2 separate regions of the Mus musculus genome follow, and region 1 is linked to region 2. A link is a contact called in public promoter capture Hi-C data. All regions are on one chromosome and are shown on one strand. Each heading gives the region's core, a stretch centred on a gene start, on an enhancer-like site or on the middle of the called end of the contact. The rest is flanking DNA. Distances are from core to core; before and after follow the strand shown.

Region 1 (7,283 bases), core at 2,692-5,191, 2.1 Mb after region 2:
TGTTTTCTAATAATCATCAGGATACACCAGGTTGCATTCCCCTTTTATGAATTTTTTTCTAATTCTTGAGGCAGTGTTGTTATCCTGGTTTTCTGGGTGCAACTCCTGAGCCTTTTGCTGTAAGAAGTCCCCACTTCTGGGTTTCTACTCGATCGACTTCAGACCTCAGGGTCAAAGTCTTCATAGATTCTCCCATCTGACTTCACTGGCTGAGGTCATGTAGGATGTCTCAGGATGATTTTGGGGATCTAAAAGATGTCTCTCATCTCTCCATCTATTTCTCAACTATGCCTGCCTCTCGTGACTGCAGGGGCTAACTACTTCTTAGTACAATCTCATGGTTAATCTTACAGAAGAAAAACTTTAAAAGCACCCCCCTCAACCTTTGCTTACCAAGTAGTTCCTAAGCATCGGAACTTGGTTAGTTACATATGAGTAAAACTCAGTTCCCCATCAAGCTACAGGAAATGATACATCATGAGTGGAATTCCTGTTGTGAACTCTATAGTTTTATGAAAGAACATACTTTCAGGAGACTTGGTAGGATGGCTAGGGAGGTCTTGACTTGCGGCTTTAGCTGTGTCTCCATGCCTCCTTCAGCTACAGAATTCCATGCAAGAAGTAGAACAGAGACTTTTCCTATCCTCAAAATCTGCATTAGGGTGGATCCTGATAACAGGATACAGCGCTTTCCAATTCTGTTCCTTCGTGTTTGATTTTTAACCAGAATCCTAGGCTTAAGCAGCGATCTTCAGTCATGCCATTCTCATACTTTTTTTGGTTTTATTTTAAGACTGTGGCCTTCAATGACCAATCCCCTTTCTCTATCTCCCTGTCTGTGTGCTGAGACAGGTTTCTCACTGCAGCTCAGAATGGCCTGGAATGCAAGATCCATTTGCGTCAGCCTAGAGTCCTGTGGTTACAGATGTGGCATTGTGCTCAGCCCCTAGTGAGTTCAAGGCCAGCCAGGGGTAAATGAGACCCTGCCCTTAAATATATTAATGGACAAAATTGCTTACCTAGCCAAGTTTAAGTGTACAGCAGAAATCAATGAAGCCATTTTTTTTTAACCTTTTCCAAGTTGAACTATCTCTATTCACACTTAAAACCTGTCTTGCTCTGTAGCCCAGGCTGGCCTTGAACTTGCGGCAATTGAGCCTTTGTTTTCTGAATGCCAGCACAGGCACACATGCCTTAGCCTTGCAGTTTGTTAAGATGCAACATTTGTTGCATTTATGTTTACATATTACATTTACATATAGTCTAGTTGCTTGACTTGGTTTGTGGTTTTTGGGAGCCGGTTTCACTGACTAGTTCAGAATGACCTGGAACTCATGGCAGTCCTCCGCTTGAACATCTCCATTGGTGTTCCCAAGCACCGCCCCACCTTTCTGTGCTGCTTCTGGGAGTTCCGTGTGTTAAAGGACTGGCACTTTGAAGACTAGCACAGACACTGTTGTTCTGAGACAACAATGGCTTACACATCAGTAGCGTGTTATCAAAAGTTCTTTCTGGTTCCCTGGGCTCTAGTGCCGTATCTGTGCTGTGGTTTAAAAAGCCAGGGCTTTGTTTTTCTTTTAAGAATTTGATACTGTATCTAGGGAGATGGCTAAGTGGGTAAAACTCTTGCAGAAGTCTTATGACCTAAGTGTTCCATCCCTGGAGCCTACACACGCACACACACACACACACACACACACACACACACACACACACACACAGGTATATTCAAAGCATTGTGCTGCTCATCCCAAACGTTGGTGGCTCCGTCAGAAAGGTGCTGAGAACCATCATCTACCTCTCCTTCCTGTCTGCTTCCTGGCTGTGGATGCCAGCTGCCATGTTCATGCCTGTTCATGCCTTCTCTGCTTCAAATTGTGAGCAACATACCCCCCCTTAATGAAAATATCTCCATTTACTAACTTTATATTTTATGAGTGCTTTGCCTGCATCTATGTCTGTGCGTCATATCTGCCTGGTGCCTTTGGAGGCCAGAAGGTGTCAGAGCCCCTGAAGCTGTAGTTACAGCAGGTTGTGAGAGGTCATGTGAGTGCTGGGAACCAAACCCAGGTCCTCTGTGAGAGCAGCCAGTGCTCTTAACCACTGAGCCATCTCTCCAGCGCTACAAGATAAGTCCTTAATTTCTTAAGATGCTTTTGTTAAGTATTTTGATCATGGAAATGAGAAAGGGATACAGCCCAGGAAACCCGGTACATGCTAAGTAGCCCAGAGTGGCTTTGAACTGCCACAACCTCTTGTCTCAGCCTTCCAAATTCAGGGATTACAAATGTGTACTACCATGCTTGGCTTAGTTTTATATTTTAAAATTGCAAATTTGTGTGTGTGTGTGTGTATGGAGGGTTTTTCACATACTCCAGCCCACGCATGTGTGTGTGTGTGTGTGTGTGTGTGTGTATGTATGTGTGTGTGTGTGTGTATGTATGTGTGTATGTGTGTGTGTATTTGTGTGTGTGTGTGTATGTGTATGTGTGTGTGGTGTGTGTGTGTGTGTGTGTGTGTGTGTCTGTATGGGTGGTATTCACATACTCCGGCCCACATGTAGAGGACATCTTTTCATCCTACCAGGTGGGTCGTAGGGATTGAACTCAGGGTGTCAGGTTTAGTGTCAGTACCTTCATCTGCTGCAGCATCTCACTGGTCCTATTTCTACATTTTGATTCTTTAAGACTTCACACACACGTTTCACAAGAGGTTTTTTATTTTCTGATGTGAGGCTGTTTAAAAAATTTTGTGTGTATAGCTATTTTGCCTGCACATGTGTGCACCAGATGTGTGTCTTGGATCCCCTGGGACTGAAGTAACAGATAATTGTGAGCCACCACGAGAGTGCTGAGAATTGAACCTGGGTACTTTAGAAGAGCAGCTAGTGCTCTTAAGTGCTGAGTCTTCTTGTTGTTGTTGTTTTTTTTTTTTTTTCTTTCACTGATAAGTTTACAAGGCTCTTGTAGATTAGCAGTTTAACTTTAAAGTTTATGTACTTTCTGGTAGGTACTTCTGCCATAATTTTATGGAAAATATATTCTTTTGTAAAAATTTTTTTTATGTGTATAGTGTTTTGTCTCCGTGCATGCAGTGTTTGTGGAGGCCAGAAAAAGACGTCTGATTCCATGAGGCTGCAGTTACAGACAAGTTTCGAACCACCTTGTGGTGTGCTGGGAATTGAATTCCCCTGGAAGAGCAGCCAGTGTTCTTAACAGAGAGGACCCGCGCCCTGCTCCCGCTGATCCCAAATTTGCTTTGCCATTGAGGGTGACCATGAACCTGTGGCGCACCTGACATCACCTCCCAAACTCTGGGATTACAGATATGAAGCAACATGCCCAGTGTGTAGGACATCAGGATCAAACCCAGGGCCATGGGCTTGCTAAATAGCTCATTTTAAAAATTTGAAATAGATGAGCCGGGTGTGGTGGCACACGCCTTTAATCCCAGCGCTCGGGAGGCAGAGGCAGGCGGATTTCTGAGTTCGAGACCAGCTTGGTCTACAAAGTGAGTTCCAGGACAGCCAGGGCTATACAGAGAAACTCTGTCTCCTAAATAAATAAATAAATAAATAAATAAATAAAATAAAATAAATAAAAATAAAAATTGAAATAGAACCATACGCTAGTGGTAGAACCAAGATTAGAACCCAGACATGTTGGATATCTAACAGGGTCAAACGTATTAAGGCTTCTGGAGCACCTGGGAGTGTTAATGAACTTGTCACTCTAACTGTGCTCTAGGGTTAGGGTCCTTGTTGTGCAGTGACACTCAAACTCCCCAATCTCCCGCCACACCAGGCTTGTAGGCGCTTGTCCTGGCAGCTCCCATCTCTCCCCACAGCGCTCGCGGCCGCCCGCAGGGGGCGCTGGCGCACGCAGGCTTTGCGGCCCCGCCCCCGGGCAACCGTCGATTGGGCCGGCGCGTGATGTCACGCCGGTTTAGCCAACAAATGGGTTTCGGGGCGAGCGTTGGGCTCCGCCGCTCAGCGCTGAGCTCCTGGTCCGCCTCAGTGTCGGGGAGCGAGTCAGGCCTGCCGCCGCCGCATCGGGCTGCCGCAGCCCCGGGCCAGGCCCTGGCCCGGCAGAAGCACAGGTGGGCCGGGCGAGGGCGCGGGGCTGCGGGGCGCGGGGCAGGTGGACACCGTGGCGGCTCCCGCTGCTCCCCGCGGCAGGGCCGAACGTTGGGGGCGGGGACCGCGGCTCGCCGTGCTCGGGGTGCCGCCGCCGCAGCGTCCTCCAGAGAGCCGTCCTCGCGGCCTGGCCCCGAGGTCGTGCGCCCGGCTGCTCCCTGGGCCCGGAGTCCGGCGACCCAAGCTAGGCCGCCGCGGGTGGGCTGCGTGCGGGGCGCGGGGCTCCGGGTGTCCCCGTGCAGGTGAGCGGCGCGTCTCCTCCACCCTCCCCGGGGGGCCCTGGCGTGCGAGCCTGCGGTGGTGAGGTCACAGTGCCGAGGCTCGGCGTGCGGGTGATGTCAGGGCTCTACCGAGACAGACCGTGATGTCACTGCAGGCCCCGAGTGGCGACCTTGGCGCGCGGAAGGGCTGGGAGGACCCGCGGGGAGAAAAAGGAAGTTCGGTCCTAGCAGATTTGAACCAAAATCTTGGGATCTCGGCTTCGTACAGTTTGGATGTAATAATTGTCAGGTGCTTAAACTTCATTTCGGAGAGCATCGGTAGTAGTACAGTTTAAGGACATTCGGTTTAGATATGAGGGATCTTGGGGGTTGGGCGTGGAAGGGGTATTAGGGTGTTCACTGTGCCTTCAGGAAGCTAAACTCAGTTTGATGGTTTGATGTAGCAGTTGCTGGGAAAGGGTGCGCGGGGGCTGAACCAACTGGAGGGCTGATAATTTAGTTGGCTTTATCTTTTTTTTTTTTTTTTTTGCCAGTGATCTGCTTGTTAGCGAATGACCAAGGCAAGCAGATCTTGAATGAACTTTGTCTTGCAAAGAAGGGGAGCTTGAATCAATCCAACATTTTTCTTAAATAATAATCCCCCGATGATGTAATTTATCCTGGTGTTTCTTGCCCCCCCCTCCCCCGTTTTATCAGGGACATTTGTTTTTTTCTGTGATTATAGCTCAGCAATAAGCCTCTGCTTTGCAGCCCACCCCCACCCCAAGACTAGGCTGTAACGTAATATAACACATCTGAGGACTACCTTTGGGGTCAGGCGACTTACATTTTGTCAGTAGTGCTTCCGAATGTGAAATGATAAATTTTAGCAGGTGATTTTGTGAATGTTGATTTTTCTCAGGCTTTGAAAAGATAGTAGACCTGCATAGAAGCACTGGCGCACTGGCGGTCAAGCACACATCTCTTGACTGCCCGTAGTGACACGAGGGCCCAGAAGCAGTTACATAGGACACTTCATACTAAGAGGGATGGAGGGGAAGAGTGGAACACAGTAGGCTGGCCATGCTGTCAATGAGAAGAGAGATGGCTAGCGCATGCCGGGAGCAGCCAGGTGAACTTTGGATCAGGAGATTAGTGTAGGTCGGTGGTACCAGGTGCTGTTCATCAGGACAGTAATCCCTAAGGCACGTCAGAGCTTTACAGCTGCCCTGCCCGGCAAGGAACCTGGATGACTTAAAGGCTCTGAAGGTCCTCACATTCTAGTGTCTAAGTAACCCAGGTGTGATCTAAGTCACAGTGGCCACCTCTCTAGAGATCTTAAACTTTGTCTAGATCTGTGTGGCTCAGTCTCCTTCAGAGAGACTCGGTGTGTGGGGGGGGTGGAGGAGGAGGAGAGAGCAAAACCACGAACACTAGCACAGTCTGTGAAGACATTCAGTATTCACCTATATTTCAAAGTATGTTGCTCTGGAGAGCTTTGGAGTCCAAACAGGCCCCACCCCGTCCCCAAGAAGTGGGCCATGATGGAGAGTTTTAGGGATGGGGCTTACCTCTAAGACCTGTAGAGCCTTTGGCTAACAAGTCCAGGTTGAAGAGATTTGTAGCGTGGCCTGTGTCCAGAAAAGCCACGGGAGTGGCTACTGCTTGGTTCTGTAGGAGCCCAGTCCGCAGTGCAGCATAGTTTGTCTGGAAAGCAGACTCTGAAGTCAGAGAGACTGGGGAACTGTAAGGTTTAACATGCGTGTGGGAGATTCTGTGCTAGGTGACAGTTCTAAGGAGCGGCTTATTTGTCAGTGCGTGTCCTACTCCCCCGGGACTTGGGCCTGACTCACCAGTGTGCTTTGGAAGCACTTGAGCTGTTTGGTTTCACAGGCTGAGGTTGAGATGGCAGTTTGCTTCCTGGTGAAGCTCACCTTTGATTCTCATTCATACCCATTGAGATGAAAGTCTGCACTTTAGATTTTTGAGTTGTTGCTGCAGTTGGTTAAGAGCTGTGGGGCTGTTGCGAGAAAGGGGTGAAGGTATTTTTGCAGGACCCTGGGAAGACCAGGTGTGAATAGATAAGGAGCTGTCTATGAAGAGTGGGCCCTCTCTGCTAGTGTATTGATTATAGTTTCCCAGCCTCAAAAAGCTTGTTTACTCTAGTCATCAGATAAAGGATTTGGCTTTAAAAAGACTGGAAGTTATGCCATAAGGTATTAATAGAAAGGATGTTAGGACCAGAATTTAATGAGAATTTTAAAAACTTATTTAGTTTTCCAGTTTTTCCTGTTGTGTGCATGTGTACCATGTATGGCCATGTATGTGCCATGTGTGGTGGCTGCTGAGGTTGGAATAGAATGTTGGAAACCCTAGAACTGGTTACAGAGATGATTGTGAGCTGCCATGTGGGCGCTGAGAACTGAAGAGCAGCCAGTGGTTTGAGCCCCGGAACCATCTCTCCAGCCTCCCGTCATGACCCGATTGGAGGAGAGAGTCACATGAAAAGCAGACTCTTGGGGAAATCTTGTCCTGTCCGTCGTCACAGGTTTGGCTGACTTCATTTCTTCCCTTCCCTGTGTTTCTTGCCTGTCTCTGGCTTCTCACCTTTGCTGGCGGCTCTCCCTGTCCCAGATCCAGACTGTGTTTCTGACCCTCTGAGGGCTTCTGAGTTGTAATCTGTGAGAAGACATGTTTCTGTTTGTACCCCACGAGCTTTCATTTTCTAGGGTATCTCATCTACTAAGAGGAGAGCCTCTTTTGTGCATCTGATTCAGACACACTGTTAAAGGACGTATGGCATTCTCAGTAGGAGTGGTACCAAATGGGATTCAGTGAGAAGGGATCTGAAAATGCTGGGCTGACTGCTGTCATTACATTGAGCTTCTAGGAACAAGCCCAGAATGATGGTGCAGAGCTTGCCTGCTGAGTGCCGACTGCCAGCACAG
Region 2 (6,243 bases), core at 990-3,489:
CAATGGGTGAGAAAGTACATGATCTACAAGGAAGCCACATAAATAGTGAAGAAAGAACAATGCCAGGAGGTCACTTTCTAAGAACAGTTTCATCATGTAGCTTAGGTTGGCCTCTCGCCCTTCATTGTATGTGTGAGTTTGTGTGGGCATGTTTGTATGTGTGCACATGTGTGTGTGCCTGTGAGAGTGGAGGAGGCCCAAGGTTGACATCAGGCGTCTTCTTCAATCTCTCTCCAAACCCACGACTCAGTTTTTAGGTTGGTGAGAATAGTCAGTTTACTCAAAGGACTTCTCTGTCTCCTGATGACACCATTACAGGTGGGCTACTAAGCCCACCCTATTTTCTTTACGTGCGCTCTGGGAATCAGATTTCTGGTTCTCAGTCTTGCACTGCAAATGATTTACTCTCTCAGCCAACCTCTCCAGCCTCCCTCTAACTCTTGGTTCTCCTGTTTCCATATTCCCCAGGCTGATTACAGGTGTGTCCCACACCATACTGGACAGCAACATTCCATCAGTTTCTAGCGTTCATTACTAACTAGATGAGGACAGGCATTGGTCTGGTTAAACACAAAGGATCTGATGAGAGCCAAACCTCTTTTTAAATGAGATTTATAAAATCCAAAGGAAAAAAAAGCCTTTCTTCCTAGTCATAAAGACACAGTTTATGATGCTGACAGAGGTCATGCCTAATTACAATCTAATAAAAATTCAGGTGAGGTGGCAAAGACCTGGATTCAGTGCTAGGGAGGCTGAAGCATGGACTGTGTGGGACTCAAGGACAGCAGGCTACCCAGTCACACCTATCTCAAACACACACACACTTTAAAACTAATTATTGGAGTTGATTAAACATGGAGATTTTTTTAAAAAGCTGGTTCTAAGGTACCCCTCTCTACTACTCCCCCCCCCACCCAAGTTCAAGGCTAGCCCCTGCTACACAGGCTGTTTTATCAAAACAAAACTACAAGAAGCCTTCATTCTGTAGCACTTAAAGGTCACCACCTAACTTCCTCTCTAAGTTTGGTTGTAAACTCTAACTAAAAGCCCCTCCCCCTCTACCCAGTAGGGTTTAACTTCTAAATTAGCATTTGTTTACAATGCTTGAGTATTGCCTAAGCCCTAGTCCAGTGAACCTCTAGTCAATGAATAATGAATGACGTAAGGTATTATCTAGAAATCACATTTCAGAAAGTCATGTAGAAAAAAAGATTGCCACATGGCCACAAGTGAGAAGACAAAAGACATACACCCAACTTCAAGTTTGGTTTCCCAGCCTCTGAATGAGTCTGGATATAGATGGGGAGCGGCTGCTTCCTGAAAAACAGCGGAGCAACAAGTAGGAAGATTGAAGACCAGGATTCACACATTTCTAAACATGATCTGCAGCCAAATCAAACTCGCTGTGATAGGTTACAGGTAGACAGACAGATAAGTAGACAGCTCCGAGTATCTTCATGAAAGGTAGTATTTCATGAAGCAAGAAGTCTTTCCCGTTAGTGTACTTAATCTACACGATCTGATTAGCCCCAAGTCTAGTTGCACAGTTGGGAGCACCGAGTTTCCAAGACTAGCCCTAAGGTTAGTTAACACTCATCAACAAATGAGTGGCCTGGAATGAGGATCCTCTCATTTTCCCATAGAGCATTACTGCAGGAAAGTCAACAGATGACAATCTTTGCATCATGGAATCTGTTTGAATCATACAATTCCTACCTTAATGAATCCATTTCCTGAGACCTACTCTTGGATTAATTAATCCCAAACAAACCCCCATTTATTTTTTTACAGGAACAAATTTTATGCTTGCCTTACATAAACATTAGCTCTAACACATAATAGAAACCACACAGTTGGTGTTTCTAGAGGTTCAAGTTCTAGGTTCCCCCACCCCAGGTTTCATACAGTCTGCGCAGCTGGGGCTCTTCAGAGCCGGTGCTTGTCTTCAGCGGCTCTGACCGCTACACCCGTAAAAGGGAACCGAGGGTTCGCGCCCTTTCATAGGGACGGCGGCAGAAAAGGTGAGGACCGTCCCCCATTCCCACGCCACGGACACTCCTAGGCCCTCCAAGACCCTGCCCGGCCAGACTGCCGGGCATCAAGCTTTGCCGCCCGGCTCCCGGGCAGGGCGTCTCAGCCTCTGCGGTCCCAAGCCCGCCAGCCCTCGCGTCCCAGCCCCAGGCCGCCTCACCGCACTGGAGCGGACCACGCTCCAGTCCCGGCGCGTCAGTCTCCCTGCGGGTCAAAGCGCCGCCGCATCCGGATCCGGCTGCAGCTCCAGCCCCGCCCCCCGTGCGCCCCCACGCGCCGCAGCCGGAACCGCCAGGCCAAACGTGGCCGGACCAACGCCTCTGCCCTGCCCCGCCCTCACGCACCGCTGCGCACGCGGAGGCACGGCCACGCACACCACTCCTGGGCTCCGGAGGCGAGGCGGGGCGGGGCGGGGCGGGGCGTGGGGCAAAGACCAGGGGCAAAGCTTGCGTCATCAGTTTACCTTCCAGACTTGCCTTTCGCTCACTGCACGAGAGTACCACCGTCGCTCTCACACCTTATCTGAAAATAAAGCCATAGGAGTATAAGCAGCCTACCGCGATGACCGGTGTGGGTTCCTTTCATTCTCCGAGCCCTAAGGCTCCTACCCTGTCAGTCCCATCGTCCCCCTCCCTCACTTGCATGCAGTCCATTAACAGGACTGGTGATTACATCTCCTGATTGTCAAATGTCTGAGACAAGGCTGGGCTTCTGTCTTCTAGAAACTGAGCTGGAACCACTCACCCTTGAGCTCTCTTGAGCTTTCCACTGCAGCCCTTTGCTTCCTATGACACCCGGAACATTTCAGCTTACTCTGGGCAAGAAGTGGCTACGTTCTCCAGGCAGTGAAGAGTGGGGTAGAGGCCAGGGCCCTGAAAGCATCTTACAGTATACAGCAAATACTGTGCTTGTTCTGTAATCTCAGTCCTGGGAAGGTTCCTACCTCCAGTGTCTCTCTCTTAAGTGTCATTTAGTGTCATCTGACAAGTGAGGAAGCAGAGATTTGGAGATATACATACATACATACATACATTCACACACACACACACACAGCGAGTGTGTGTGTGTGTGTGTGTGTGTGTGTGTGTAGTACTTGGTGCATGCCTTTAATTCCAGCACTAGAGACCAGAGGCTTTGTGCATCTCTGTGAGTTCAAGACAGTTCTACACAATTAGATCAAATACAGCCCCGAATATGTAGAGAAATGCTGTCACTAGATAGATAGATAGATAGATAGATAGATAGATAGATAGATAGATAGGGGAGGAGGAAGAAATGTCTTGAATATACCAAGACGTATACCACTTCCATCTCTGAACTCATTAAAATATTTGTTTTTTTTAAAGATTTATTTATTATATGTAAGTACACTGTAGCTGTCCTCAGACACACCAGAAGAGGGAGTCAGTTCTTGTTACAGATGGTTGTGAGCCACCATGTGGTTGCTGGGATTTGAACTCTGGACCTTTGGAAGAGCAGTCGGGTGCTCTTACCCACTGAGCCATCCCGCCAGCCAAAATATTTGTTTTTTAATGTCTTACTACATTATTTTGCTTATTTTAAAACTTGCAGCATCAGAGAAATACAGAATAAAAAGTCATGTGTCCCCATGGCTTCGCCTGTAGAATTAACATTATGTTAACAGCTTGGTAGAAATGTCTTCGGATTATGTGAATTTCCTTTGCTGTGCTTCCATTTTACTTGTGGCTTTGAACATTTGTGACACAGCTTCCTAATCTTTGGTGGTATCTGGTACCTAATCTGACACTGTGACGGTCTAATAAAGCAATACAAATAAAACATTCAACATGTATCCTGGCCTGTAATATGTGCTTAAGATGCTAGTTTGTGTACATGTATGTGTGTGTAGAAGGAATAAACTACAGTATGGTGAAATGAGGAACATCTACCCAAATTCCAGTGCAACAAAACCTGTTAGTTAACTGCATGTCTTACTCAGAAATGGCAGCGTAATTACTCGATGCAATCTCATAGGGGCCCAGACCACCCTGTCACAAAAATACTATACTCTGAAATAAATCATATCTTTAATGAAAAGAGACTAGAAAATCACAGGTAGACCTTTACCGATTAACTCAGGCTGATGTTCCACTCACAATGACTGGCCAATTAGTAAACACAGCCTTGCCTAAAACTGCTAGCTAACTGGAACAGGGCATAGTTAGTGAGCACCGCTACGTCTTTTACAATCCCCTGTCTCTCCTTTCACTCAGGGCAGCACAATACATGTGAACTGTATTCTGAATTTATATGGTGGATATCTCCCCACATCAGTGCAGCCATTCACCCGCTGACCACGTGTTGTGCCCTCTGCATATCAAGCGTTGTAGTGTTGGGATAACATATTTGCTAAGGTGCTACGCTCTCCGGTCGAGTCAACTGGACAAGCCGAAAGGCTTAAAAGTCACTCATGAGGCAAAAGAGTTTCAAGGAAGCTCTTCTCCTGGAGTCTAGCATTCCCTACCCATACAGTAATTTTTCATTCCCGCGTTCCATTCCTGCGTTAGTCTAGTGTATGGATCCACGTGCTCTCTTTCAGTATTTTCCTATTATAAGTGCTTTTTAAAATTGAATTCTGACATGGCTTAAGCCTTCCACCAGTGTTCCAACAGTCCTAGTTCGTCCTTAGCAAGACCTTGGTCTTGGAATTCAGTAAGATTGTAAAAGCTAAGTCACTCCCTTACACAGGAATTTACCATCACTAAGGAAGAAGGAAGTTTCAGACCAAAGGAGAAACCAGAATAGATTCTATAGCAGAGTTACACCCATACACACGTATTTACAATGGCCTAAGGGGAAGGTGGACTATACAAGAGACTAAAATAGGAACTATGGCAAGGACAGGAAGCCCTTGACCCTGGCTTCTAAGATTAGTGAATTTTAGGTGGAGCCCTTGTTGATCCCAGCTGTTATCAATGTATTCTATCCTGGGTGGTTCCTGTTAGACCTTTTGTGTTTGCATTCCTCTGTTTTATGTAAGATTCCGGTTACCTCAATTGTACCTTGCGAATATGTCACCCAACTTCCTTATTGTCCTCTGCATAAAAAGTCTGATGCTCAAGTTGTAAAATTACACTCAGATTGATTCCACATGAACTCTCCTGTGTGTGTGTCTGTTTGTCGTTCATCCACGCTTTGCCCACCCGCGTCGAGAGACCCCGTTCCACGCAGACACAGGGACCCAGAAGGTCTGCAGCAGCTGGCGCCCGAACAGGGACACCAGAGCGAGTTAGTCTTTAGTTCTTCTTCTTTCTTTTTTCTTTTTCTTCTTTATTTTCTCAGGCAAAGACAGGATCTCATCGGACTGTGCTGCAGACAGGCTGATTCGTAGATCAGTTAAAGGACGAGTAAGTTTTTATCATGGGGCAGTCAGAATCTAAAGAGAAGAGGCTGTTTCTCTCGGTTTTCAAGCACATGTTGTCTGGAAGAGGCCTAAAAGTCTCGGATAAATTTTTACAAGAATTTTATGATTTCGTGCAAAAAATCAGTCCCTGGTTTCCAGAGGAGGGAAGCTTAACATTAGAAGATTGGACGTGTGTAGGTAAGGATATGAGAAAGTTCTATAAGAAATTAAACCGTACAGGCAAGAAAGGGAGAAGGGTAGAGGAAAGTGAATCAGAGACTACTGACAGTGAAGGTGATGTTGAATGGGATATTACTGAGGGAATGAGAAAGTGTGAATTTAAGGGGAGAAGAGATCATTTTCGCAGCTACCAAGACAGCAGTGAGAAGGAGTCTTTACTAGGAGATCTCACACTCACTTACCCGGGTAATTTGCGAAGGGAGTGAGCCGTGATGGAAACCTTTGCCATTAAAAACTCTTAAGGAATTACAGTCAGCAGTAAAAACGCTGGGCCCTACTGCACCTTATACTTTACAGATTCTGGATGCAGTAGTAAGCCAGTGGCTGACCCCTTGTGATTGGCACCAAACAGCAAAGGCTACTCTCGTTCCCAGAGATTTCATTCTCTGGAGAACAGAGTATGAAGAGAGGGCCAGAAAGTTAGCTCAGGAAAAATCTACATTGAAAAATGGAGCTAAACCCACGGTACCTATGCTTCTTGGGCAAAAAGACTATGCTAGACCAGCAGCACAGCTGAAAACCCCAAAGGCAGTGTTGAAGAAAATCAATCAGATAGCCGTATCCAGCTGGCAGAGTTTACCTCCACCTAAGGCTAAGTCCACAGTCCT

The links. Capture Hi-C pulls out chosen DNA fragments and counts their contacts.
Region 1: a promoter capture Hi-C map of liver shows a contact between it and region 2, with 4 times the contacts expected there. The contact joins the promoter of Fbxo34 here to the promoter of Gnpnat1 in region 2. A contact is called at or near these places in 1 of 39 promoter capture datasets (liver) and 1 of 9 other capture datasets (liver).

Annotation. Positions count from the first base shown.
Region 1 is chr14:47,468,620-47,475,902 of GRCm38.p6, forward strand. It overlaps Fbxo34 (F-box protein 34), which reads left to right and starts at 3,942. Exons shown (of 3, transcript NM_001146086.1): 1 at 3,942-4,098.
Region 2 is chr14:45,386,557-45,392,799 of GRCm38.p6, forward strand. It overlaps Gnpnat1 (glucosamine-phosphate N-acetyltransferase 1), which reads right to left and starts at 2,240. Exons shown (of 6, transcript NM_019425.2): 1 at 2,192-2,240. Gm41143 (a long non-coding RNA gene) reads left to right here and starts at 5,177. Exons shown (of 3, transcript XR_874578.1): 1 at 5,177-5,280.